Linked DNA regions of Mus musculus: region 1 is linked to region 2. Evidence: chromatin contacts called from public Hi-C data. All regions are on one chromosome and are shown on one strand. Each heading gives the region's core, a stretch centred on a gene start, on an enhancer-like site or on the middle of the called end of the contact. The rest is flanking DNA. Distances are from core to core; before and after follow the strand shown.

What was found. Hi-C and Micro-C count contacts between places; a contact is called where the count stands out from the background.
Region 1: a contact with region 2 is called in a Hi-C map of CD8 T cells, with 7 times the contacts expected there. The contact joins two enhancer-like sites. A contact is called at or near these places in 2 of 484 Hi-C or Micro-C datasets (CD4 T cells and CD8 T cells) and 2 of 115 datasets of contacts at active chromatin or transcription factors (CD8 T cells and regulatory T cell precursor).

Annotation. Positions count from the first base shown.
Region 1 is chr1:165,842,473-165,849,026 of GRCm38.p6, forward strand. All of the region lies in intron 1 of Cd247 (CD247 antigen), which reads left to right. It overlaps Gm32999 (a long non-coding RNA gene), which reads right to left. Exons shown (of 3, transcript XR_003948767.1): 1 at 6,419-6,554; 2 at 3,627-3,769. Among named protein-coding and RNA genes, the nearest start is that of Gm32999, 3.4 kb to the right of the region's middle. Within about 2 kb of position 3,084, at least 160 of the 459 cell types and tissues checked have an H3K27ac peak or open chromatin away from gene starts, as enhancers often do. A contact at or near this core is called in CD8 T cells, where this site is marked.
Region 2 is chr1:164,065,192-164,072,795 of GRCm38.p6, forward strand. Sell (selectin, lymphocyte) reads left to right here. Exons shown (of 9, transcript NM_011346.2): 3 at 111-497; 4 at 1,019-1,126; 5 at 1,420-1,605; 6 at 3,682-3,867; 7 at 6,922-7,050. Among named protein-coding and RNA genes, the nearest start is that of Gm51665, 6.0 kb to the left of the region's middle. Within about 2 kb of position 6,175, at least 39 of the 459 cell types and tissues checked have an H3K27ac peak or open chromatin away from gene starts, as enhancers often do. A contact at or near this core is called in CD8 T cells, where this site is marked.

The DNA.
Region 1 (6,554 bases), core at 1,834-4,333, 1.8 Mb after region 2:
ATCACAGCCTGGGTCTGACCTGGGAAAACAGGACCGGTCAATCTTCCTTAGGACTAGAACGGACAAGCTCAGAGTGTCAAGCCCCTGACAAAGCCTGCAACTCCTGGATCAAAGCGGAAAGTGAAGGGCAGTTTGGGAATCTGACACTCTGTAACCACAAGCAATCGTAAGCAATTTTTCTCCTGATGATTAGCTTTGAACCTGGGATCCCAGAGCTGGACCCAACAGGAGTGAACCAGAGAAGTTACTAGGTTAACAACTTATTTAGGAGTAAAAAAAAAAAACAGGGGGAAATAACTTTACAAAGGTCACACACTTTGAGTGTTAGCTTTGGCCAAAGCTCCCACATGGTGGTGGTGGTGGGGGTGTAGAGGTGGAGTGGGGTGGGAGTGGGAGGGACAGGTTTGCTCTTCTCACACAATGGCTCTTTGAAATGTAAGCCACAAGGTTCCTTTATTTTATAGCACTAATGACCTTTAGCCAATCAATCAGTCTCCTAATTATCTAAGCAATTATGTTATTCATGAGGTGGGGGGAGGGGCTGCCTAAAACCTGGCTTCCCACCAGGTAGAGAGGAAAGAATTAACAACGGGGTTTGTCCTGGGCAACATGGAGTTTGTTGAGCAGTGTAGAATACCTGGTTCTTTGCACTGAGAATAGAACATGGATACTTTTGAGGTTGGTGTAGGCTGGAGTTTCTGGGGGAGGGATCCTCAGTGGAACTGGAAAGCTGAGAAAGGCTGTAAAAGCTTGGGGTTTGGTGGACACAGGCAGGATCTGTGGAGAGCACTAGGGCCAGCACTCAAGAGCTCCTGCCTTCACCACAAAGCAGGGCCTTTCCTGGGTTGTTAGATACCTTGGGGTTTGCTCTCAGTCCTTAAATCAGCTGGGTCTAGGCAGGGGGAAAGATTCCAGCTTCATTCTGGCAGCGGCAGTTTTTTTTAAAATTTATTTAAAAAAATTTTTTTTTCATTCTTTTTGTCTTCGCTGTCATTCTAGTCTGCAGGGGCCTTAGGGTTGTTCTCTGTGACAAAGTAACTGAAAAGGAAGACGAATATGCCACAGCTTGCATGGTTTCCTAACTTATTTCCACCCTAACACCCTCTTCACTCCCCCGCCCCCACCCCTCACCTCCCCCACTCCCTCACCCCCTCCACTCCTGCCTCAAGCAATCTGTTGAGTTTCTAAATTGTCCAGAGTGGCTTATGGCTTCGAACCAAGAACAAGGACACCCACAGGGTTAATAGATCATGACACTCACTTCTGCCCCTAAGCAGGCTGGCATCTTGCACCTGTTTCAGAATCCCCCAAGACACAGGTGGGTGGGGTGTCTCCCAGGGTAGTCACTAGCAACCTCCCAGCTGGTCCTCAGAGAGTGGCATCATGGGAGGAAAGTGAGGCTGGAAAGAGAACAGAACATTCTAGAACCTTCTTTGTGTGTTTCATAAAGGTACGCACTACAGTGTCCACACTGACAAGACAGAATGTGACACCCTTACAATGCCAAAGCCATGGTTCTCTTGAGTTTATCCAACAAAGGGCGAGAGTGTGGCTCTAATTCCGGTTGAGGCTGCCGTCCCTGGGAAAGTTGTATGTCGGCAAACGCTGGGGTTGTGTGGATATATTTATATTTATAGACATTTCCAGATAGTCCACCTCAGAAGGCTGTGCTTCCCAAAGAATATTAGCCATGACAACACGAGGAACCAGTTTTGAATACTCCACCTTTGGAGGCACAAATGGTTCCAATGCAAGACCCAAACCAAGACTTTACAACCCTTTAGCTGACTTGGTGGGCTCTGCTCAAAGGCAAACAGAGTACCTCCATACCCCTGGAGCTAGCTCATCCACTCTATTGTTTTTGTTGTTGTTAATTATGTATATCTGTAGTTTTTCTTGAGCACATTCTCACGAGAGCTGATGAGCTCAGCTCACTAATTCCAGCCTAGGCCAATAACGGGATAACCACTGACTCTTCAGCAGCGCCTACCTCCTCATTCCTGCCGCGAATGGGAGGCCACACAACCCTGGGCATATCACATTCCAGTTTATTCTCCCAATAAGCCACACCGGAATGTCCCACGTAATAAAATCGGTGACTCTCCACCTGCTGGATATGTGAGCCAGGAAAGCCCCAGAGCTCAGAGCTGACGGGGCTTCGCGAAACGAAAGCCCTTCATTCTGAGAGTGTTAGTTTTGACGACATTTGGAGTCCCCCTGTGCGAGAATAGAGAGCCTTTCTCCCCCCCCCCATCCCCCGCTCCGCCCCCTCCCGCTCTCTCAGGGAGGGAAGTGGAGGGTGCTTTGGGGCGGGGACCAGCCCTCCACCTACCAGTTTCAGCCCACACAGCCTTGAGCTTAGAAACCGGCCCCTGGTCCCCGCCCGTGCCACCATGGACAGGCGTGCGTGTGGCCACAGTCCCCAACCCAGACAGGGGACTAGCCCTTTCCTTGACTTTCAGAGGGGAGACACCTGGACAGCCGCTCCCCGATGTCAGAAAGCAGCCCCTCCCCAGCTGCCCCCCCCCCCCCCAGTGCTCCCGGGCTGGAGGCTCTGCGAAAGGTCCGGGGGCGGTGCGGTTCCGGGGAAAGGGACCACAAGTGGGGGCGGCCGCGGCTGAGTGTGAGCGGTTCAGATGGGAGATCACTGGCGATAACCCGGCCCGGGATGGCGACGCTCGACAGGAAACCTCGAGCAAGCAGGGAGCCAGCTGCGGGCCAAGGAGGAGGGGTGACTTTCGGTAACCGCACAGCAGCCGGCGGGACAGCAGCGGAGTGTAGGGCAGCGCCCCCCCCCCCCATGTCCCTGCTCACTGATCTTCACTTTTGACTATGCACTCCTGCACGATAGGGCTCTAAGAGGTGTTGGGGAAAAAAAAGCCCAGCAGCAACTAGTTTCAAATGTGTCCGCTGGGCGCACCCAGGTTTCACCGCAGGAGGTTCCGGGGTAGTTGGTGAATGGACCCCTCTTTACAGCCTAAAATCGCTCTAAAATCAGAATGGCAGGCTATCTCCCAGCCTCCAGTCTGGGCAAGGCAGGGTGACACAACCACAGCGTGATTCATCAGTACTTTGCGCTGCCAACGAAGGAAAAGAGCCTGCAGTGTGAGGGGGTCCCCGCGTGACAGCCTCTGTCCCCCACTGACAGCCCCGCCCCTGGGAGCTGCCAGAGGCAGGAAGGCAAGCTAAGGCATAGAAACCTGGTTTTAGCTCCGGCTCTGGGTGCTGTAAAACCTCTCCGCATCCAGTGTCCTGAACAACCGGGCCACCAAGATCAGCTCCAGGAAGAGGTTGACCAGACGAAGCCTTCCTGGTTCCCTTGGCTCCATTGGACTTCTTTGGGTAACCTAAGCAGTCTGTGGCCCAGAAACCCGGGAAGAACCCAGGAAACACCCCATTCCGGCTAAGGGTGGGACCCGCTGAAGGGACTCTTGGATTTGAAGGACTGCTTCACATCTCACCTGCCTGGCCCTGCTGTTGCTTTAAGTGTGTATTGGGGGCTTGTACAGTGAACACGGCTCATGTCTACAGCATTGGATCACAGAAACAGTGGCCGGCAATCATCGTTTCTATGTGCACTAGAAATGTACATAGTAAAAATCTGTGTGTGAAATATGCATGCGTACCTGGTCTTGTGTGTGCCGTGCCAGAGGTCAGAGGTCCATGTCTGCAACGCTTCACCGTTTTAAGGCATCCATCTTCACGTAGCCTAGAGTCACTGATGTGGCTCCGGAGCTCCTGGGGTCCTTCTGCTTCCTGCTTCTCCACCCTACCACCAGGATTACAAATGCAGGCTACTGACAGGGCGTTTATGGCAAGGCTGGGGAATCTGACCTCAAGTCCGCAGGCTTGAACAGTAAATCCTTTCCCTGCTGAGCCATCTCCCCAATGAACCCTGGTGTCCTAGTGTTCTATTTTATTTATTTATTTTTTGAGTCTCAGGATATATGTATTTTAACTTCATTCTTCTATATTTGGGGGGTAGAGGCAGTGCTGGTGGCTAAACACAGGGCCCTGACCACACTAGGAAAGCACTCTCTACTATGTCCCAGCTCCATCTTTAGTGTGTCAGAGTGTCAAGAATACCCACAATGCCACACAACCATTGCTACTATTTATTTCCACCATTTTCGTCATCCCGAGCAAAGCTGCATCTAGATACACTTTAATGCACACATATACCTATGTAGCCTATATGTTTCTAATTTTTATATAAATTAGTTTGTATAGTAACTCTAGAGTGTACAGGGCTGCTCTTTTTAACCAAATTTTCTCAGAGATCTTTCTAGCACAGTCAGAGGGAGTTCTCTATTGTCAGTGAGAGGTGGGTTTTTTCCCTCTCCTCAGACAGGGTTTCTTGTAGCCCAGGCTGGCCTGGAATTTCACATCCTTTGGTCCCTAGCTTCTCAGTGAGGGGATTACATGTACTGTATATTGAACTCAGGGTTCTGTGAATGCCTGGCAATCAGTCTGCCCCCTGAGCTACACCCCAGGCTCTTGTAGGCATATACAACTACTATAGAAAGACATTGTAATTTTTCACTCCTGGTAAGTAGACATTTCTGTTATCTTCATGTTTTTTTTCCTTCTTCTGAGGGTAATGATGCAACGGTCATTTCTGTGTACACATCTCTGCACACCAAGGTTTTCTATGAAACAAGAGCTCAGAGAAATGGCAAATCCTGTTTAGCATTTTGACGGGGGCCATGATTTGAGAGGATTTCTTTTAAGTTGAGCTAATGTGCAGTGAGGAAAAGAGCAGAGACCTGAGTAGGCTGGCCTCGCTCTCAGGCTCTGCCTGCCACCCGTGTGCAGTGGGACCCCAGGTCAGTCACTTTACCTCCCAACCCCCAACCTTCCGTCTCTTTATTTGCAAAAGTGGAGCAAATCAGAGCTTCCCAGTTTACCTCAGTCCATTGTTACCACTAAATGAAATACAACTCTAAAAGCATTTCTAGATTCAAAGTGTGGAGGGAGCCAGTGTTTAGCAGGACCATGGCTGTGACAGTCAGCAGCTATATGCCAAAGCTAGCATCAAGAAGAAGGGATGGGTCTCCTCTCCGTACCTGTTGATGTATGCAGATATGTAAATATACACAACACCCTTGTATATTGTCCTTTGTATATGCATTGCTGACTTTTTTTGTATGTTTGTTGACATTGAGTCTTTTTCTATGTAGCCCTGGATAGCCTGAAGCTCCATATGTAGACCAGGCTGGCTTCAAACTCAGAGACCTTTCTGCCCCTGCTTCTACTGTGAGGGATGCCCCACCCAACCCTACAATGCATTGTTTTTTTTACAAGATCTTTATATATTCCACCCGTAGCACAGCGAAGGAGAACAAGGAGACCATTAAAAACAGTATTTAGGGGCTGGCCCAGCCAAGAAAGGCACCGGCTCTCCAACTTGATGACCTGAGTTCAATCCCTCCAACCCACATGGTGGAACTCGAGAACCAACTCAGGCAAGTCGCTGTCTGACCTACGTGTGTGCACTCATACACATATGCACACACACAAACATGCATAAGCAGATGCAAAAATCGTTTAAGAGATGCACTAAAACTATGAAGTAGCCCCAAATATAAAGCATGGTTCCGTAAAACAACATTAACTATTACAACATTTGAGAAGCTATAGCACAGACTGAAGAAAAGCACAGCTTTTGTTTTGTTTTGTTTTGCTTGGTTTTTTTCCCCCCTCAGGAAAAAATGTTTTGATTCAGGGTTATCGTAAGTGATAAATAGCAGACTTGTTGGAAGGCAAGCTGTTATTATACTTCTAAGTGACCGTGTTTCAACATGACATTATGAGAGATTTTGATAGTTTTTCTTACCTTTCTGCACTTTTATAATGAGTTCATTTTACTTGAAAATAGGAAAAAAAACACAATAACAGAAAAATGTAAAAACATTGTGCAAACCACAACTTTAATGGAAATAAACAGAAAGGGAAAAATCGCTGCCCACGATCACTCTAAATCTAAGAAATAAAACAGCCCCTTTCTCTGCTTGGGATCTTTGTTACGGGGATGTGCGGTTTGTAGGTGGCAGTGACCAGGTTGGAAGCATCATAACAGAACAGGAATACGTGCATACAGACGCTGTTGGAGGGTGAGGGGCCTGGGGCAACTTACAGCGGGGAGTGACATGTGGCACTTGTAAATTGTGGAGCGTTGCCTTGAAAGTCAGGGCCATCAGAGTAAATCAAGGAAAAGCTAGGCACTAAGGATGCTGGCCAGTGTATGTCCTGACCTTGCAGTATCTGTGTATCTCCACCTCTCAGCCTCAAACAACTCTCTGAAGACCAGCAAGAAAGACCCCTAAGAGTAGAACTGAGTGGCATTTAAGAGCCTCTCAGAGATTCAGTTTCCCCAGTTGTAGAGTAAGAGTCATGGTGAAGTCTGCATAAAACTCACCTCTGGTTCTAGGCACAGAAGGAACCCCAGCTAGTGGGCTGTCACAGATATGTCATGTGTCTAGCTTGCATCCTTCTTGCTGCAATGAAGGCTAAAGGCAGCAACCCCTGATGGAAAAGCCTGTGTGCCCCCATGC
Region 2 (7,604 bases), core at 4,925-7,424:
CCTGTTCTCCTGCAGTCTTTGTCCCTCATCTCTAAGTGGTGGGCAGCCTGCACCTGTGCCTGGTCCTAGAACACTCTATGAGTCGTCATATTTCTGCTGCTGTTTTCCAGACTTCCTGATACACCATGGAACTCACTGTTGGACTTACCATTATTCTGAAAAGCCCATGAACTGGGAAAATGCTAGAAAGTTCTGCAAGCAAAATTACACAGATTTAGTCGCCATACAAAACAAGAGAGAAATTGAGTATTTAGAGAATACATTGCCCAAAAGCCCTTATTACTACTGGATAGGAATCAGGAAAATTGGGAAAATGTGGACATGGGTGGGAACCAACAAAACTCTCACTAAAGAAGCAGAGAACTGGGGTGCTGGGGAGCCCAACAACAAGAAGTCCAAGGAGGACTGTGTGGAGATCTATATCAAGAGGGAACGAGACTCTGGGAAATGGAACGATGACGCCTGTCACAAACGAAAGGCAGCTCTCTGCTACACAGGTAGGCAGTGTCTAGGCTCCTACGCTGATGTGGGACCACCATAGTTAGAGTAATAAGACTCATTACCCAGAAACTGCTATTCTGGGTTCTAAAACAATCCTAACTAAGCCTTAAGCATAGCACCTCTGGGCAATCTGCAGGTACACAACAACTAAATAACGTTCTATCCAGGTTGTAAGTGTGTTATGTGGGGAACAGGGATGGACAGACTGTGCCTCAAGGACAGACAGGAAGAGGATGCTGAAAGCTAGGTGGTCTTTGAGGGCTTTTCTCTAACACCTCCTAATCATATAGACAATTTCTGTGAGTTAATTCATTCTAAAAGCAGACAAACGCCTACAGCCAAGTGGCTATTGTATCTTATAAATTAAAAGTGTAGCGTGCGTTATGCAAAAATGTTTTGAATACTTAAGCAAATTTTTCTTGTTCATTATAATAGTGTCAAACAAAAAAGTTCTTTGTGCAAAGAAGAGACTCTGGATGTAATCACATTAAAATGTCTTTGTGTAATCTGCTTAAAGCCTCTTGCCAGCCAGGGTCTTGCAATGGCCGTGGAGAATGTGTGGAAACTATCAACAATCACACGTGCATCTGTGATGCAGGGTATTACGGGCCCCAGTGTCAGTATGGTAAGCTTCATTTGTTTGTTTGTTTGTTCCTGCTGGTGTTCATTAGACCCATAATAGCTTAGCATTGCTGTGCAGAGTTTGTGTCGTGTTGGCTTTGCTTACGGACTTCTCTCTGATTCTGCATGTGGACGACACACCTGGTTATCTTCAAAGCATAGTTCAGAGGCCATTTCTTCCCACGGTATTTCTTTGGACCCCCAATACAGACAAACAGTTATCAAGTAGCGGAAACAAGACTCAACTCCATCGAATCCTCATAACTCTTCTCAACCCTGCTTCTCTCTCCATGAAAGTGGTCCAGTGTGAGCCTTTGGAGGCCCCTGAGTTGGGTACCATGGACTGCATCCACCCCTTGGGAAACTTCAGCTTCCAGTCCAAGTGTGCTTTCAACTGTTCTGAGGGAAGAGAGCTACTTGGGACTGCAGAAACACAGTGTGGAGCATCTGGAAACTGGTCATCTCCAGAGCCAATCTGCCAAGGTGAGTGACTTTAGAGTGGATCTTCGTTGTTGGGACAAAATAATACCAGTTGGGACAAATCAATATTAGCAGTTCTAAGAAATGGGAAGTTCCAAACAGAAAGCTAAACTTTCACAATAATATCTTCCTGTAAAGATTTCCCAAGTCAGCATGAAGTTTCAATTTACTTCACAAGTGGTTTGAAATATCACAAGGAGAAATGTGTTGGGATTTGTCAAAGGTGAGCAGGTTACAGTAAAAAATGGGGTATTGTAGACCCTTACTGTCAAGGATGTCACAGTCCTCTGAGCTTGCAGGATTAAGAACTATGAGGTCGAATAGAAACAATTCTATTTCTCCCTAGGAGAGTGAGGTATTGGGAAGGTACTCCTGTTCTTCTATAGACAGATGTGACAAGGAACAGTAAAAGAACGAACATCTGATACACAGAATATGTCAGAGTTATTTAATAACAAATCCTATACACTTATTTTGGTTGGGTATTTCTGGAGAATATGGAAGCAAATCATAGATTCTGTACTTATGGAATATATATTTAATAGAAACTATTTATGTTCAGGGATCAAGTTTGAAGGAAAATGAGATGAACAGGAATAATCCTGTGGTGAGATCCCCTAATAAAATACAGGTCCTTTATTTGCAATGAATGGCCACTTGGCATCTTACTGCCAGCACTGGAGGCAATTATCCTAGAAACAGCACAGAGGACCACTGCTAGGATGGCCAAGAAAGAGAGGGTGGAGTCATCAGAGTCCTAGGAAGTCACTCAGAGATGCGGTGGGAGAACCGGAAATGAGAGAATACACATGTGCAAAGAGAAAGGCTCCAGCTCAGCCAACTACTATGGAAAGGCGCATCAAATCTTCAGAATGAGACTAAGTTTCAAAATGCGTTTTGATGTGTCTGCTGCACACAATGGAAAATTGGAAGAAGAAGACAAGTAATGGCTTTAAGGAATAAAGAACTGAAACAAAAATTAATTTCAGTATTAACCAACTGGACTAGATCTGACCAATTCACTTATCTCTGAAACTGTGACTCTTCCCCAGAATGTTACCTCCACCACACCGTTGGACTGCCCTTTAGTTTACTCCCCTTTAAACATCGTGCTTGCTTTCTTGATTTCCATCATATCCTTTTTCTAACTGTCTATTTTGTTTGTTTTGGTTTGGGTTTTGGTCTTTTGTTTTCAAGACAGCATTTCTCTATGTGGCCTTGGCAGTCCTAGAACTTCCTCTATAGACCAGGCTGGCATCAAACTCAGAGATTCGAATGGGGTAGGAGGCATATTCCACCACCAGCTGGCTTCTGATTGTTTGGTTGACTATAGTGACTTCTTCTGGGTTCTTTCATTTGTACTTATCCAAGCTCATAAACTCTTAGTCTCAGTATCTGTCTTTTCTATTATTACGACTTGGTTTGTTTCTTTCTTCAAATTTTCTGAATTTTATGGATGTATATATACCTATGTGATCTTTGGATTAACAAATCTGTTTTTAGCCATGACCTCCAAATATGCTAAGAATGTTGTTTGGATATCTACGACTCAAGTGTCTCCAGTCAGTTTTTTTTTCTTTTTTGTGGCTGTAATTACATTCCATGGAAATGACATTTAATGTCATTTGTTTAATGTCAATCTGTGAAAAGAAATGGTGTGAAACTCTGCCACCCTACTCCAATACTTGTGTAAGATAACACTTGATAAATCAATTTTCAAAATTTTATTTCTTTTATGGGGCTGAAGAGATGGATTAGCTTAAGTGCACTGGCTGCTCGTACAGCAGACCTGAGTTCTATTCCCAGTCATCACATGGTGGCTAACAGACATCTCTGACTCCACCCCAGATGATACAATGCCATCTTTTGGCCTCCTGGGGCTCCAGGCACAGAAATAGTACACAATATACTTGCATACAAAACACCTATACATGTACAATTCAATAAAATAATTTTTATTAATTAAAAAATAGGCACTATCACACTTGGATATAATGCACAATGATTATATTCATCCCCAGCCCCATTCCAATCAAATCCTCATAACTCTTCTCAACCCTGCTTCTCTCTCCATGAAAGTGGTCCAGTGTGAGCCTTTGGAGGCCCCTGAGTTGGGTACCATGGACTGCATCCACCCCTTGGGAAACTTCAGCTTCCAGTCCAAGTGTGCTTTCAACTGTTCTGAGGGAAGAGAGCTACTTGGGACTGCAGAAACACAGTGTGGAGCATCTGGAAACTGGTCATCTCCAGAGCCAATCTGCCAAGGTGAGTGACTTTAGAGTGGATCTTTGTTGTGGCAAGCTTGTGTTTATAGTCTGAGAATACAGGGGAGTCTTGCCTAGAAGTCTGTTTCTTCTGTTGCTGTATAATTTAACCAGAGTTGGGTTGTAGTTTGATGCTTTTCAAGTGTTTTGTTTTGTTTTGTTTTGTTTTGTTTTGTTTTGCTTTTCTCACTAAAATGAAATGCAAAACACCAAACCAATCCAAACCAAACCTAGCTAAACAAAAGCAAAAGTCTTTGAAGTCATCTGGCATTTTATAATCTGATTTACAGCAATACATTGAAGTTATACTCTGTATCTTTTTTTCTCTCATTGTTATCACATAAAGCCTTGATGAACCCTAGTTGAACTTTGGTTCCTCTCCTTCAATGACACCCATTTTATGTGGTGGCCAACTTAGCACCAACCAGTTTCTTTCAGGGGATTTACAGGTCTTTCTTGATTGCTTCAGTTGGTAGGTTCTTAAAGTCATCTTTTCTTTGTTTTTCTCCAGTGTAAGCTCTCAGGAGAATAACAACTTCTGCAAAAAACAAAGCCCCACTCTTGATTGTTTTCATTTGCAATAGAGTGGGTTTTCATCCTTTCTTGACTGACAGGGTTTATCACATATAGATGATGGAAAAAAAAACCTGGTAACTCTGAAGTTCTGGATAGGCTTTTTACATTTATATTTATAGTTCCCTAGTTTAATTCTCTAAAGTAAACCAAAATCTATCGTTGACATCATGGAACTGAATTGTAAGGAATTGAATCAGTGATAAGCCTGCTTCAGGGAGTAGGGGTGTCTGTCAAAGCTGCTTAAGGAAAAGGCTGAAAGCTTTGTGATCACTGAGCATGTCCCATGCCAGAGTCTGCCTTCTGAGTCTAAGACTGTATGGTATGACATTTCCAGAAGTCTTGCATGTTACCATGCTGGGGCAGCCTTTTGGAATGGCTACCCTATACCACCATGGGCTGCCAATGCCTTGTTGTCTCTATCTCTGACCAGTTATCCATATCACAAGTCTGAAAGTACGGTCCAAAGTAATTCCCACAAGTTAGAAATTTCTAGATTTGTATGGATGGTTTCATTGATAAATTCTGGAGGCTCTGGTCAAAACCATGTAATGGGGGCTGGAAAGAAGAATCAGTGTTTTAAAGTACTTGCTTCTCTCAAGGACCTGGGTTGCTTCACGCCATGTGGCTCATTACCATGTGCCATTTCCTTTCCAGATAATTCTGTGCAGCACACACATACATTACTCACCCCCATAAAAGTTAAAACCATACTGAAACAAAAAGCTTTAGGATTGGCAATGAGACTGGGAGGGAGATGGGAGAGGCTAAAGGGGGTGGTGCAAAGATGACCAAAGAACAACATGTATACCATCTCTGAAAATGCCATAATGGAATCCATCGTTATGCACGATTAATTAATGGTAATAAGAAGGTGAAAACTGCCTTTGGTCCTGACTGCCCTGTTGTGTTATGTCCTCCCTGAAGTGACTCAGTGCGCACCTCTAGCAGCACCCAATCAGGGCACAGTGGAATGCAGTCACTCCCTGGCCAACTTCAGTTTTACTTCTGCTTGTACCTTCACCTGCTCAGAAGGAACCAACTTAATTGGCAAGAGAAAAACTGTCTGCAGATCATCTGGCACCTGGTCTAGTCCTAGTCCAATATGTCAGCATGAGTAATTTTACTCAGAAATACTGAAGGCTTAAAGCCGGAGCTGATCAGCTAGCAGAAGACAGAAAGGAGATAACAAACACTTAAGTCCCTTTCCCTCAATACATGTGGCCTAAGAAACAAATGGATATGCAGTTGTGCACTATAAAATCCTTGCCTGTTCTTAGGCTTTCCTTTCATGATAATTATTTTCTTTCTCAACTCTCCTATTGCTTTAAAGTGTAAACCCATTGACATATTTATGTATGACCCATGTCTTCTATTCTGTCACAAGTTTATTTCCCCGTTAATCTTTTAACAATGCGTCCTCTAAGCTCACTAGTGACTCCCTAACTCCCAACAAGTGAACCGTTCTCTAGTACCCCAAGCTGATGTCTCCCCAATCTGTCTGTGCATGGGAAGGACCGCAGCTTCCTCATGTGTATACACCGTGCATCAGAGTACATGAAAAAAAAAGTGACAAAATAATTGTTTGTTAAGTTAGCATATGAACTAGCAGCTACCAGTGTCTGCCCAATGTAAACCGTCTTCACAGAAAATAGAAGCGATAGGCCCTGAAGAAGCTGTCAAAGAAGATCGCTGGGTGTTTGGAGTAGAGTGGGGGCAGGGAGCAGGAAGGTGGTAACGAGGACATTACAGCAAGGCTGTATGCCAGGTTCATCAAATACATTTCCTTTCCAACCGACTTAGTTTTCATTTCCTCATCTTCAGCAAACCAACAGTTGCCAATATGTAAAAGTAGATTCCTTCACCTGGAGGTATCAGAAGATAGATTTTTTTTTTCAAATTAGTACTTTTCAATAAGAGACTGTAAGCCAACCCAGTTTGTATATCCAAAGGGTAGAAATGGCCTTTTAGTTGGTTTGAGTGGAAATGAAGGGCAGGGGTCCAACTGCATTGCTATATATCATTGCAGACCCTGGGCATATAAGCAATAAGATTTTTGTGTATCTCATTCAATGTAAGTAGTAGAAGCAGCTTCCTTTGATCAACAAGTTACCCAGCTCAGATCGCTGACTTCATTTTCCTTACAGTTTAGTAAGCTTTCTAGTTCTTCTCTGTGCTCAGATATCAACCTTTAAACAAGACCAGGAACGAAACACCATGATGACTACTTCTTGTTTGAGTTTTGAGATACATCCCCAGGACCTCCATGAGTCACAGATCTGAGAACTGTGGTCCCATAGGCAGAAGGCTAGAGGCCAGTCCAGCTGTATGCATACCGTGGGCCTTCCCGTGTTATTCCCCTCATCTGTTACATATGTTACTGTTGGGGGACATCAGAAGACCAAAATGATGACTATCATGAGCTTGAGTAAGAGAATAATTCTGTGGCTCATGCCATATGCCTTACTGATTCCTCTTTCAGAGACAAACAGAAGTTTCTCAAAGATCAAAGAAGGTGACTACAACCCCCTCTTCATTCCTGTAGCCGTCATGGTCACCGCATTCTCGGGGCTGGCATTTCTCATTTGGCTGGCAAGGCGGTTAAAAAAAGGTAGGTATGTTCAATAACATCAAAGTAGAACAGTGTTCAAGTGGAAGAGAGAGAGAGAGAGAGAGAGAGAGAGAGAGAGAGAGAGAGACCCACACAGGAAATAAACTTATTTAGTTGAAGCAGGTGCCAAGTGACTTCTGTGCTTTGTAGGCATAAGTCCCTAGAGAGATTGGGCCTTATATACACCTCCATTTAAAAAATCCAGACAATGTATCATGGTTGGCAGACCTTTTCATGATACGTTGCTATGAGGAACTTGGCTAGATGAGACACTGTAACAACTCTTTGGTCCTATTTCTGTATGAAGGGGAATGCATTGCCACTGTCTTCTGGGAGCCTGCACAACTTTGATCTTAGCACTACAATAGCATTAGGAAGAGAGTCTATGATTGTCTAAGATTTTTGAACATCTCTTTAAGAGTCATATAACTTTCCGGGTGTTGACATGTGGTTGCCCTTGGGAGAAATCCTTGTGGATTCTCTCTAGAATCTATTCACTGAGGTCACCACTGTAATCTAGTATACCATATATATGTATGTGTAAACATATACAT